2 separate regions of the Rattus norvegicus genome follow, and region 1 is linked to region 2. The links are chromatin contacts, called in public Hi-C maps. All regions are on one chromosome and are shown on one strand. Each heading gives the region's core, a stretch centred on a gene start, on an enhancer-like site or on the middle of the called end of the contact. The rest is flanking DNA. Distances are from core to core; before and after follow the strand shown. Region 1 has its middle 12 kb from the start of Mettl2. Region 2 overlaps Tlk2 (tousled-like kinase 2).

Evidence for each region. A called contact is a pair of places that touch in the nucleus more often than the background predicts.
Region 1: a Hi-C map of liver shows a contact between it and region 2, with 4 times the contacts expected there. The contact joins two enhancer-like sites. A contact is called at or near these places in 3 of 12 Hi-C or Micro-C datasets (Schwann cells, liver and mammary epithelial cells).

The regions. Positions count from the first base shown.
Region 1 is chr10:90,580,902-90,586,730 of GRCr8, forward strand. No RefSeq gene overlaps it. Among named protein-coding and RNA genes, the nearest start is that of Mettl2, 12 kb to the right of the region's middle. Within about 2 kb of position 2,125, at least 3 of the 93 cell types and tissues checked have an H3K27ac peak or open chromatin away from gene starts, as enhancers often do. A contact at or near this core is called in liver, where this site is marked.
Region 2 is chr10:90,700,278-90,705,570 of GRCr8, forward strand. Tlk2 (tousled-like kinase 2) reads left to right here. Exons shown (of 22, transcript NM_001191652.2): 8 at 5,107-5,202. Among named protein-coding and RNA genes, the nearest start is that of Tlk2, 46 kb to the left of the region's middle. Within about 2 kb of position 2,859, at least 1 of the 93 cell types and tissues checked has an H3K27ac peak or open chromatin away from gene starts, as enhancers often do. A contact at or near this core is called in liver, where this site is marked.

The sequences.
Region 1 (5,829 bases), core at 875-3,374, 120 kb before region 2:
TTACAAACAGCATGACCGGAAATATAGAATTAGGAGCTAGGCACAGTGGTACGTGCCTATAATCTCAGCAGTTTGGAAGCAAAGACCAAAAGATAAGACCAAAGGAGTTCAAGATAGTGCTGCAGTGTGACAAATTCAGGGCCAGTCTAACTTATAGGAGGTCCTGTCTGAAAAGAAAGCATAATGTAAAATATTAGAATTACTGCAGTTTCTCTGAATCAGTGAGATACAGGACAAGATATTTTTAAGGAGTTCTGATAGAAAAAAATTTAACCTACTGAGCACACCCATCTCCCTGTTACACTGTTGCAGGCTACGGATGGTGGTATCAACTGACACCTCTGCTGGGACACATACAGGGACAGGCATCCATCCATTCACTCGCCAGTTTGCTAAATTGCGTTCTGTGTGCCAGGCCCTGTTCTAGGATCTAGATCTGTAGCAGATAGAATTCCTGACTTGCTCAGGTCTTAGTAACAGATCTAATTATAACCAGTGGCTCAGCAGTGCCTGCTGGGGACTTTTGTCAGGGCAGATGAGAGCAAACATCTATTCAGCCTAGATAGGGAAATGACCAAAGACACTCTCCCACCCAAGACCAGCCTGATGAATCAGTGAGCTACTTACAGGAGTGTGAGGGAGGGATTACAGAAGCACAGACACACAGCACGGGTGACCCTTAGCAGTTGCAGCACTGAAAAGGCCACGCCAGCATGGGTAACTCACAAAGGCTACACCCAAGAGCTCCCTGCCCAGCTTTCAGAAATGACTCCTCTCTCCCAGGAGTTGTTTGGGGCTTACATTACCCAGGGAAAGTGGCTTGGGAGTTTTCTGTTTCCTAAGCTCCCCAGTGTCTTAGAAGCTTCCCTTCTCCCTCTTGGAGGAAATGTGTCAATTTTGTCACAAATAGACAAAATAGGTTACAAAAATGAATGTTTAATAGATAGGGTCTCTGTTGCCCGGGCTAGCCTTTGGTTCCAGGCTCAAGCAACCCTACAACTTCCACCTCCTGAGCAGACGTACTGAAAGTGTGCACCACCCACCATGGCCAGACTGAGTTTGTAATAGCCAGAAACTTAAAACAGCCTAATGTCAATAAATCATGCTACAGCTATTCAAAATAAGACCAGAATGTCATTACAATGATGTTCCAAACACTGAAACAAATTCCCCGAGCTGTTACTAAGTTAAACTATTATAAAGTTTAAAAGTGTGCTTATAATGTGGCTACTGGCACAGATGTGACAGCATGGCTGTGACCCCAGCACTAGGGAGATGAAGGTGGGACAGATACAGGGGTTTTTGTTGGCCCACCCCAACATCTACCCCCTTTATGAATTGCTGGAGCATGTGAAGGGGCCGGTCCTGCAGGACCTCCGTGGCACAGGGCAACAACAGGATATCTGAGTGGAGTCCTGGCGAGGATACAGCAGAAGCCAGAGGTGCCAAACAGAACAATGGCATTTGCAAGTAAAGCTGCTTGAGCAAAAGAGTGGACTGTGTGACACACCACCGATTCCACAGAGAGATGGGTTTTTGGTTTGTTTTCTTTTGGGGAGGTAGATTGCAAAGGCAGAAGATGAATATGGAAGGAAGGCGAGATCAGTGGGATTGCATGCTATGGAATTCACAAAGAATCAAAAGTTTTTGGTTTTGGTTTTTGGGTGTTTTTTTTTTTTAAGAAAAGTAAAAGAAAAAACAACAACAACAACAAAAAGAGGTTGTTAAATCCGTTTATAGCTGCTAAAAAGACTGGCCATGCTCTGTAAAAGTTAAAAAGAGTGGCTGGGGATTTAGCTCAGTGGTAGAGCGCTTACCTAGGAAGCGCAAGGCCCTGGGTTCGGTCCCCAGCTCCGAAAAAAAAAAAGAACCAAAAAAAAAAAAAAAAAAAGTTAAAAAGAAGCGTTTAAGATGTCAGGAGCTCTTGTTCCACAGCAAATGCCTAAATGGCCCAGAATTGGCATTGCCTGCAACGAGGGGTTGGGAGGGTGATGGGGTTAGAGGTGGGTGGGTCATGAAATGATTAACTACTCTGTCCTTGGCTAACAACCAAAGCAATCTCCGAACAGCCTTTAGCCTTTCCAAGCATTGATTGTATCTTTATCCTCCACCAGGGAGCGCCTCAAAGCCTCTGAAATAATTCTCAATGTATTCTGACCACAGGCAGAAACCTTGCAGCCCTGTCTTCCAAACTCCTTTCAAAAAACTTTGAACTTCCTTCAAATACTGGAAAAAAAAAAAATAGTTGCACAGGCCAACAAAATACATTGTGTAAACTCATTTAGAGGAATAGAGAGACTGCTCAGAGGTTAGGAGCCGCTCTCAAAAGAGGACCTGAATTCAATTCCCAGCACCTACATCAAGAAGCTCACAACTACCTGTAACGCAGCTGTTAGCAGGTTGTCTAAGCTCCGCCCCACAGTTACCTGGCAACAGCCAGGCGTGCCTGACTCACTATAAGCGGGCTGCTTGCCCCCTCCTCTCTCTTGCTCTCTTGTTCTTGTTCTTGCCTTTTCTTCCCCCCTCTCTGTCCACACGCAAATGCTCAGCCTCCTCTCCCTCTCCCTCTCCCTCTCCCTGTCCCTCTCCCTCTCCCTGTCCCTCTCCCTCTCCCTGTCCCTCTCCCCCTCCCCCTCTCCCTCTCCCTCTCCCTGTCCCTCTCCCTCTCCCTGTCCCTCTCCCCCTCCCCCTCCCCCTCCCCCTCCCTCTCCCCCTCCCCCTCCCCCTCCCCCTGCCTTTCTCTGCCTCTGTTATCCTCTTAACTCCCTTCCCCATGCCCTGAATAAACTCTAATTATTTACTGTCATGTGGCTGGTGACTGAGAGAAAGGGATGCCTCAGCATGGGCCCACAGAAGCACCCCCTTCCTCACACCACACCACACCTCCATAGAATATCTTTTTTTTTCTTTTTCTTTTTTTTTTTTTTTTTTTTTTTTTTTGGTCCTTGATTGTCTGGATGTGGTGCGCCGAGATTTTTTTTTTTTTAATTTAACATTATTTTTGACCTAGTTATTCATTTTTCATATTACCTTCAATATCTAAGATTCTCTCTTTCATCTTTTGTCATGTGTTAATGAGACTTGCCTCTGAAGTTCATCTCCAAATTTCTCCCTTTTTTTATTGGATATTTTATTTATTTACAAATGTTATCCCCTTTCCTGGTTTGCGCTCTGGCAACCCCTATCCCATCCCCCCTTCCCTGGCTTCTATGAGGGTGCTCCCTCATCCACCCACCCACTCCCTCCCTCTTCCATTCCCTGACATTCCCTACACTGGGGCATTGAGCCTTCGCAGGACCAAGGGCCTCTCCTCTCTGTTGATGCCCAACAAGGCCATCCTCTGCTACATATGCGGCTGGAGCCATGGGTCCCTCCATGTGTACTCTGGTTGGTGGCTTAGTACCTGGGAGCTCTGGGGTGGTGGGATCTGGTTGGTTGATATTGTTCTTCCTATGGGGTTGCAAACCCCTTCAGCTCCTTCAGTCCTTTCTTTAACTCCTCCATTGAGGACCCAGTTCTCAGTCCAATGGTTGGCTACGAACATCTGCCTCTGTATTTGTCAGTCTCTGACAGAACCTCTCAAGTGACAGCTATATCAGGCTCCTGTCAGCCACTTCTTGGCATCAGCAATAGTGTCTGGGTTTGGTGACTGTATGTGGGATGGATCCCCAGGTGGGGCAGTCTCTGGATGGCCTTTGCTTCAGTCTCTGCTCCACATTTTGTCCCTGTATTTCCTCCTGTGAGTATTTTGTTCCCCCTTCTAAGAAGGACTGAAGCATCCACACTTTGGTCTTCCTTCTTGAGCTTCATGTGGTCTGTAAATTGTATCTTGAGTATTCTGAGCTTTTGGGCTAATATCCACTTATCAGTGGGTGCTTACCATGTGTGTTCTTTTGTGATTAGGTTACCTCACTCAGGATGATATTTTCTAGTTCTATCCATTTGCCTAAGAATTTCATGAAGTCATTATTTTTAATAGCTGAGTAGTACTCCATTGTGTAAATGTACCACATTTTCTGTATCCATTCCTCTGTTGAAGGACATCTGGGTTCTTTCCAGCTTCTGGCTATTATGAAAAAGGCTGCCATGAGCATAATGGAGCATGTGTCCTTGTTATATGTTGGGGCATCTTTTGGGTATATGCCCAGGAGTGGTATAGCTGGGTCCTCAGGTAGTTCTATGTTCAATTTACTGAGGAACCACCAGACTGATTTCCAGAGTAGTTGTACCAGTTTGTAATCCCACCAATGGAGGAGTGTTCCTCTTTTTCCACATCCTCGCTAGCATCTGCTGTTACCAGAGTTTTCTATCTTAGCCATTCTGACTGGTGTGAAGTGGAATCTCAGGGTTGTTTGATTTGCATTTCCCTGATGACTAAGGGTGTTGAACATTTCTTTAGGTGCTTCTTGGCCACTCAGTATTCCTCATTTGAGAACTGTTTACCTCCATACCCTATGTTTAATAGAGTTATTTGATTCTCTGGAGTCTAACTTCTTGAGTTTTTTGTAGATATTGGTTATTGGCCCTCCATAAGATGTAGGATTGGTAAAGATCTTTCCCCAATCTGTTGGTTGCCGTTTTGTCCTAATGACAGTGTCCTTTGCCTTACAGAAGTTTTTCAATTTTATGAGATCTCATTTGTCAATTGTTGCTTTTAAAGCATAAGCCATTGGTGTTCTGTTCAGAAAATGTTACCCTGTGCCTATGTATTTGAAGCTATTCCTAATTTACTCTTCTATTAGTTTCAGTGTACCTGGTTGGTTTTATGTGGAGGTCCTTAATCCACTTGGACTTAAGCTTTGTACAGGGTGATAAGAATGGATCAATTTGCAATCTTCTACATGCTGACCTCCAGTTGAACCAGCACCATTTGTTGAAAATGCTGTCTTTTTTCCACTGGATGGTTTTAGCTCCTTTGTCAAAGATCAAGTGACCATAGGTGTGTGGGTTCATTTCTGGGTCTTCAGTTCTAATCCATTGTACCAATACCATGCAGTTTTTATCACTATTGCTCTGTGATACAGCTTGAGGTCAGGGATGGTGATTCCCCAAGAAGTTCTTTTATTGTTGAGGATAGTTTTTGCTATCCTGGGTATTTTGTTATTCCAAATGGATTTGCAAATTGCTCTTTCTAACTCTATGAAGAATTGAGTTGGAATTTTAATGGGGATTGCATTGAATCTGTTGATTGCTTTTGGCAAGATGGTCATTTTTACTATATTAAACCTGCCAATCCATGAGTATGGGAGATCTTTCCATCTTACGTGATCTTTGATTTGTTTCTTCAGAGACTTGAAGTTCTTGTCATACAGACCTTTCACTTGCTTGGTTAGAGTCACACCAAGGTATTTTATATTATTTATGACTATTGTGAAGGGTATTGCTTCACTAATTTCTTTCTCAGCCTGTTTATCTTTTAAGAAGAGGAAAGCTACTGATTTCTTTGATTTAAATTCATATCCAGCCACTTTGCTGAAGTTGTTTATCAGACTTAGTAGTTCTCTGGTGGAATTTTTGGGGTCACTTAAGTATATTATCATATCATCTGCAAATAGTGATATTTTGGCTTCTTCTTTCCCAATTTGTATCCCTTTGACCTCCTTTTGTTGTCTAATTGCTCTGGCAAGGACTTCAAGTACTGTATTGAATAGGTAGGCAAAAAGTGGGCATCCTTGTCTAGTCCCTGATTTTAGTGAGATTGCTTCAGCTTCTCTCCATTTAGTTTGATGTTGGCTACTGGTTTGCTGTATGTTGCTTTTACTATGATTAGGGATGGGCCTTGATCTTACCAAGACTTTTACCAAGAAGGGGTCAAATGCTTTCTCAGCA
Region 2 (5,293 bases), core at 1,609-4,108:
CATTGAATTAAATAATTCATGTTATCAAGGTCTAGTGGATCTGTATTTTTACTCTTTGTATATATGGACATATATGTCCATATGAGTATATGAAAAGGCTAGGGTTGATATTGGGAAGTCTTTATTGACTCTGTCACCATCTGGCCAGCCATCTGTCTATTTTAAGACAGGTTCTCTCATAAGATTGGCCAGTGAGCCTCCAGTATCCTCCTATTTCTGCCTTTAACAATGGGGTTACAGACATGTTCCACTTTGCTTCATCTTCATGCTTTCATGGAAAGCACTCTACCCACAGAACTGTCTCTCCAGCCTTTTAAAACTCTTAATGCCAAGCTATTGTTTCTTTGAAAGCTCCTTCAAAACTATGTAGGTATTTTCTCTTTGTTTAAAAAAAACTGCGTGTGTGTATACAGATGGGTGCACTGCTACACCTAGTGTTTTGTATTCGTACTTAGGGCATGAATTCAGGCCTTTATTTCTGTATGCCAGGCATTTCACCAAGAATCTATTCTCCCACTGTTCTCCTTTCTGTCTTTTGTTGTCATTTTAAATTTTAGTAACATAGATATATAGAGTACCAAGTCTACCCAGTCATGGTTGGTAATTTTTTAGAAATATTTTCAAGAGAAATCTAGCATTGGAGCTGAAGAGATGGCTCAGCAGTTGCGAGCACTGAATGCTTTTACAGAGGACCCAGCACCTACAGAATCTGACACCTCACAGACCAAACACCAGTGCACATAAAATAAATAACATTGTTCTTAAAAATCCAGCATCAAACTACTATAACCTTTCTATACATATAGAATTCCCATCTTTCTCATTCTGGGAAATTCATTCTGAGAAGTTGAAAAACATACCAAAAAGCAGAGATACAAATGATAACATCACTATGTACAACAATTGAAACAGTACTATCAAATATTTATTTTCGGTCTTTAAGAAAAATTTATGCTTATACAAAAAGCTGAAGCCCCATTTCCCACCCTCCCTTCCGTTTTACACTCATACAGACCAGCTCACAGGAGGGTGAAGTGGGTCACTCCTGTGTATCTTCTAAACATCTGCATAACGTATGTGTATCCATCACCACACAAAGTCCTAAGCTTCATGAAAGAAAATGTATGCACTTGAAAGTCATTGTAATCCTTCATTCTGAGCCCTCCCCAATACACACATGCACACTCACGCACACGCACACACACTCTCACGCACACACTCTCACACACACACACACACACACACACACACACTGTTTCTGGGCATCTTTGCTTTTAGTGGATCTCTTGGATTGTGCTTTATGGAGACACAGGCAGTACTTCACCTTAAGAATTTCCCATTATGTTCTCGGCAGGCATTTCGGTACTTCCCAGTATTTATTTGGCTACCCTGGATCAGCCCTAGGTGAATTTCCTTGTTTCTGTATGCTGATACATACTCACAAGCTAATTTAATGTTCAAGGGATGTTTCCTGTTCTCAAAGTCAGAGCTGTTTGATGGCTGTTTAGCTTTTATATGAAGTCCACTTCAGTCTTCATATATTTTACTTTTACTTTTCTGCATAGCTCATGGGATGTTTTTCTTCCTGCTAGAACAGTTTACTCCCAAACCGCCTTGGTAGTCCCTCTCTCCTGTGACATCGCTGTCATATTCTAAATTCTAGTAAACACACAGTAAATCCATTCAGTTCTCCTGAATTAGTATCGGACCCATCATGTTTCCCCTTGGTCTATGCTTTAAGATAGGTTCCACTGGTCCCTCAAGTCCTGATGTCACTCTGCATTTGTCATTTTCTCCAGCTGTTCAGACTTGCATTTCACTTCTTCACTCCATGTCTTCACTCTTCCTGCTTCAGTACAGTGTGCTAACCTTCAGTCTATTATGAAGATACAGGTAGCTGGAGGTGTGGTGCTAGGCAGTGTGCCTAGCATACATGAGTCTTGGGTCAGTTCTCTACGTTATTCTACTTGGAGTAATTTACTTTAATAGACTTCTTGCCTTGGTGCCAAATGGACCCAGAGGCTGTAATCAAAAGCTGGGCAAAGACCAAAATGTTCCCCTTCCCCCTTCTAAAGGGATACAGCTTAGGCCCCATGAGCTCACTGTCTAGCAAGGGTAACCTTGAACTTTCAATCTTTTTTCCACTTCATAAGTATTGCATTTGTAGGTGTGCAACACCTGGTTTATACAGATATTGTTAAAAGTTCAACCCCCCTCCCCCATTTAATACTAAGAATCCAAATTAAGGTCTTGTACACGCTTAACAAGTTTTAGTTGTCAGTTTTACTTCTTAAATTTGTGTGTGTGGTACGTGTTTGTATATGTTTGTGTACATGTGTATAAGAGCATATAGAGGCCAGAAGTAAACGTTGGCATTTTACTATATGACTTTCACTTTGTTTTTTGTAATAGGGCCTCTCACTGAACATGGAGTTCAGCAATTGCCTAGCCTGGCTGTTGAGCTGTTTCTAGGGATCTGAATTCAGCAAGCATTTTACCAGCTGAGCCAGCCCTTTCACTGTTGAATTTTACTTCTTGTAAAGATTTATCTTTATTTTAAATTATGTATATATGTGTATATGAGAGGTCTGTGTGCATGAGTAGTACAGGTTCCTAGAGGTGTCTGCCAGGTACCCTGGAACTGGAATTACAGATGGTAGCCAGCTGTGCTGCACGGTGCTGAGGGCCTGATGCTCTCTCTCTCTCTCTGGAAGAGTGTGCTACCAACTCCTGAGCCAATTCTTCAGCATTATTTTGCTTTATTTTTGATTTTTTTTTTTTTCCAGTCAGGATTTCTCTGTGTGTCCTTGGCTATCCTGGAACTTGCTCTGTAGATCAGAGTTCTGCCTGCCTCTCTGTCTGGCTACAAATATTTAATCTTTGAGGTAGGAAATTGGCTCAGTATTCACTTCATCAGATGGTAGCAGATAGTGCTCTCTCTCTCTCTCTCTCTCTCTCTCTCTCTCTCTCTAAACACCCTCGTGTTCCCCCCCATCCACCCACCCCTTCCTGCCTCCCCACCCTGACATTTCCTACACTGGGGGTGTCCAGCCTTGGCAAGATCAAGGGCTTCTCCCATTGGTGTCCAACAAGGCCATCCACTGCTGCATAGAGCTTTCTCCTTTTTTTATTGTATGTTTTGGGTTTTTGAGACAGGGTCTTAAGCATAAATTTAGTTCAACCTGGTTTGGAATTGATGGCCTCCAGCCTCATTGTCCTGAGTACTGCTTGTCTCAGCTTTTTTTTTTTTTTTTTTTTTTTTTTTTTTTTTTTTTTGATTATTGTAACCGTCTAGTGGATTTGTTTTTATGTGTCATCATATGTGCTGGAATTGACCCCAAGTCTGGCACATGTTAAGCATATGCTGTCCAGCTAAACTCTACTCCTAGTGCTGGCTTCATGACTTTTTGTGGATGGAGCATTCATGAATGTAACGGTTGTTTTTGGTGTTCCTGTTACTATTAGCTTTATTATTCTTTCCTTAGTTGATATGGGTTTGGGTGGCTTTCAGTGTTTAGATCTTAGACACTCTGTTGCTGTGAGCACTCATCTGAAAGCTGCTTTTGGGGAGGTCATGTTTTCTTTTCCTTAAGTATGCGCTCAGGGTTGACATACTGGTCACTTGGTAGCTACTTTCGAGGAATTGAGTGATTTTTTTTCCCCCCCTATACAAGTACTCCACACTCCCATCAGTATGATACTTCTCCTTAACTGTCCGAGAGAGTACAGATTGTTATTTCATTGTGGTTTTCATTTATATCTAGCAGGTAACAAATATTTTGTTTTATTTGGTTATTATAGTTATTAGTCATTTATATATCTGGTAAAATATGTACTGGATTCCATTGCTCTTTAAAAACTGATATTTATTTGAGGAGGAAGTAGAGACAAGAGAATACCTGAAGCATGCAGGACAGCTAGTCTTACCAGATCAGTGAATTTCAGATACAAAGAGAGACCTTGGGGGCTGGAGAGATGGCTCAGCGGTTAAGAGCACCCGACTGCTCTTCCAGAGGTCATGAGTTCAATTCCCAGCAACCACATGGTGGCTCACAAACATCTGTAAAGAGATCTGATGCCCTCTTCTGGTGTATCTGAAGACAGCTACAGTGTACTTATATATAATAAATGATTAAATCTTTAAAAAAAGAGAGAGAGAGACCTTGTCTCAAAAAATAAGGTGGAGAGAGAGAGAAAGACACTCAACATTGACCTCTGGCAAGTGTGGGCACATACACATACTAATATTTATATATCTTATCTATATATACATATATATACATATACACACATAGAAACATGTTATATATACATATATATCACACAAACACAAAATGTGTTTATATGTCAAGTCAGCAAGTAGAAAGAAGTATTACAGAGCAACCCAGAATTATTTAACATTTATTTATTTAATTTATTTATTTAATATTTAATTTCTCTGCTCATGGGTATTTGTAACTTAAGAGACTTTTATGAGTATTTCCAACCTTTTTTTAAGCTTCATTTACTTTATTTTTTTTTTTGTTCTCCTTCTTAAATCTTGCTTGTTTATTCACTTGTTCTGAGTCAGTATGTCTGTGAGTTTATGTGCACTATATGCATGCAAGTACCTGAGGAGAGGAGGATGCCAGCTTCCCTAGATCTGGACTTAGAGATAGTTGTGAGCTACTTGGTGTGGCTGCTGAGAACTGAACCCAGGTGTAAGCAGTGAGTGCTTTAAATGGCATAGCCATTTCTAACTGCGTTTCCCAGTCCTGTCTGCTTGGACTATGTGTCTCCTGCACTGTATACATCACTCACCTTTCCTGACAAAGGCACACTGAAACCTACATGCAAAACTAATTATAGGAGTTATTACCCAGTCTATAATTTGCGTATAAAATAATTTATGATCATTTGATTATTTAAAGCTTACCTTCAGAAACATGAAGATACCATATCCAGCTTTTGGATCTCATATTTAACTTGCTTTGTTTTCCTCTTGGCCATGACTCCTAACTTGCATAAAAGGGTTTGTTTTATAAAGAGGTATATGTTTCTATTCATACACACTTTTGGAGAAAGATGCAAAACTTTCCTGTGATTGGTGATGTACTTTTATTATAGGCTCAACAAAACAGCCCTTCGTCCACGGGGTCTGGCAATACAGAACATTCTTGCAGCTCCCAGAAACAGATCTCCATCCAGCACAGGCAGACCCAGGTAGGTGGGGGCCCTGCAGAGCTTCACTCAGGAGTAGGCCTGACCTAACCATGTAGAAAGTCTGACTCTCCCCTTTGACTATACCCATTGT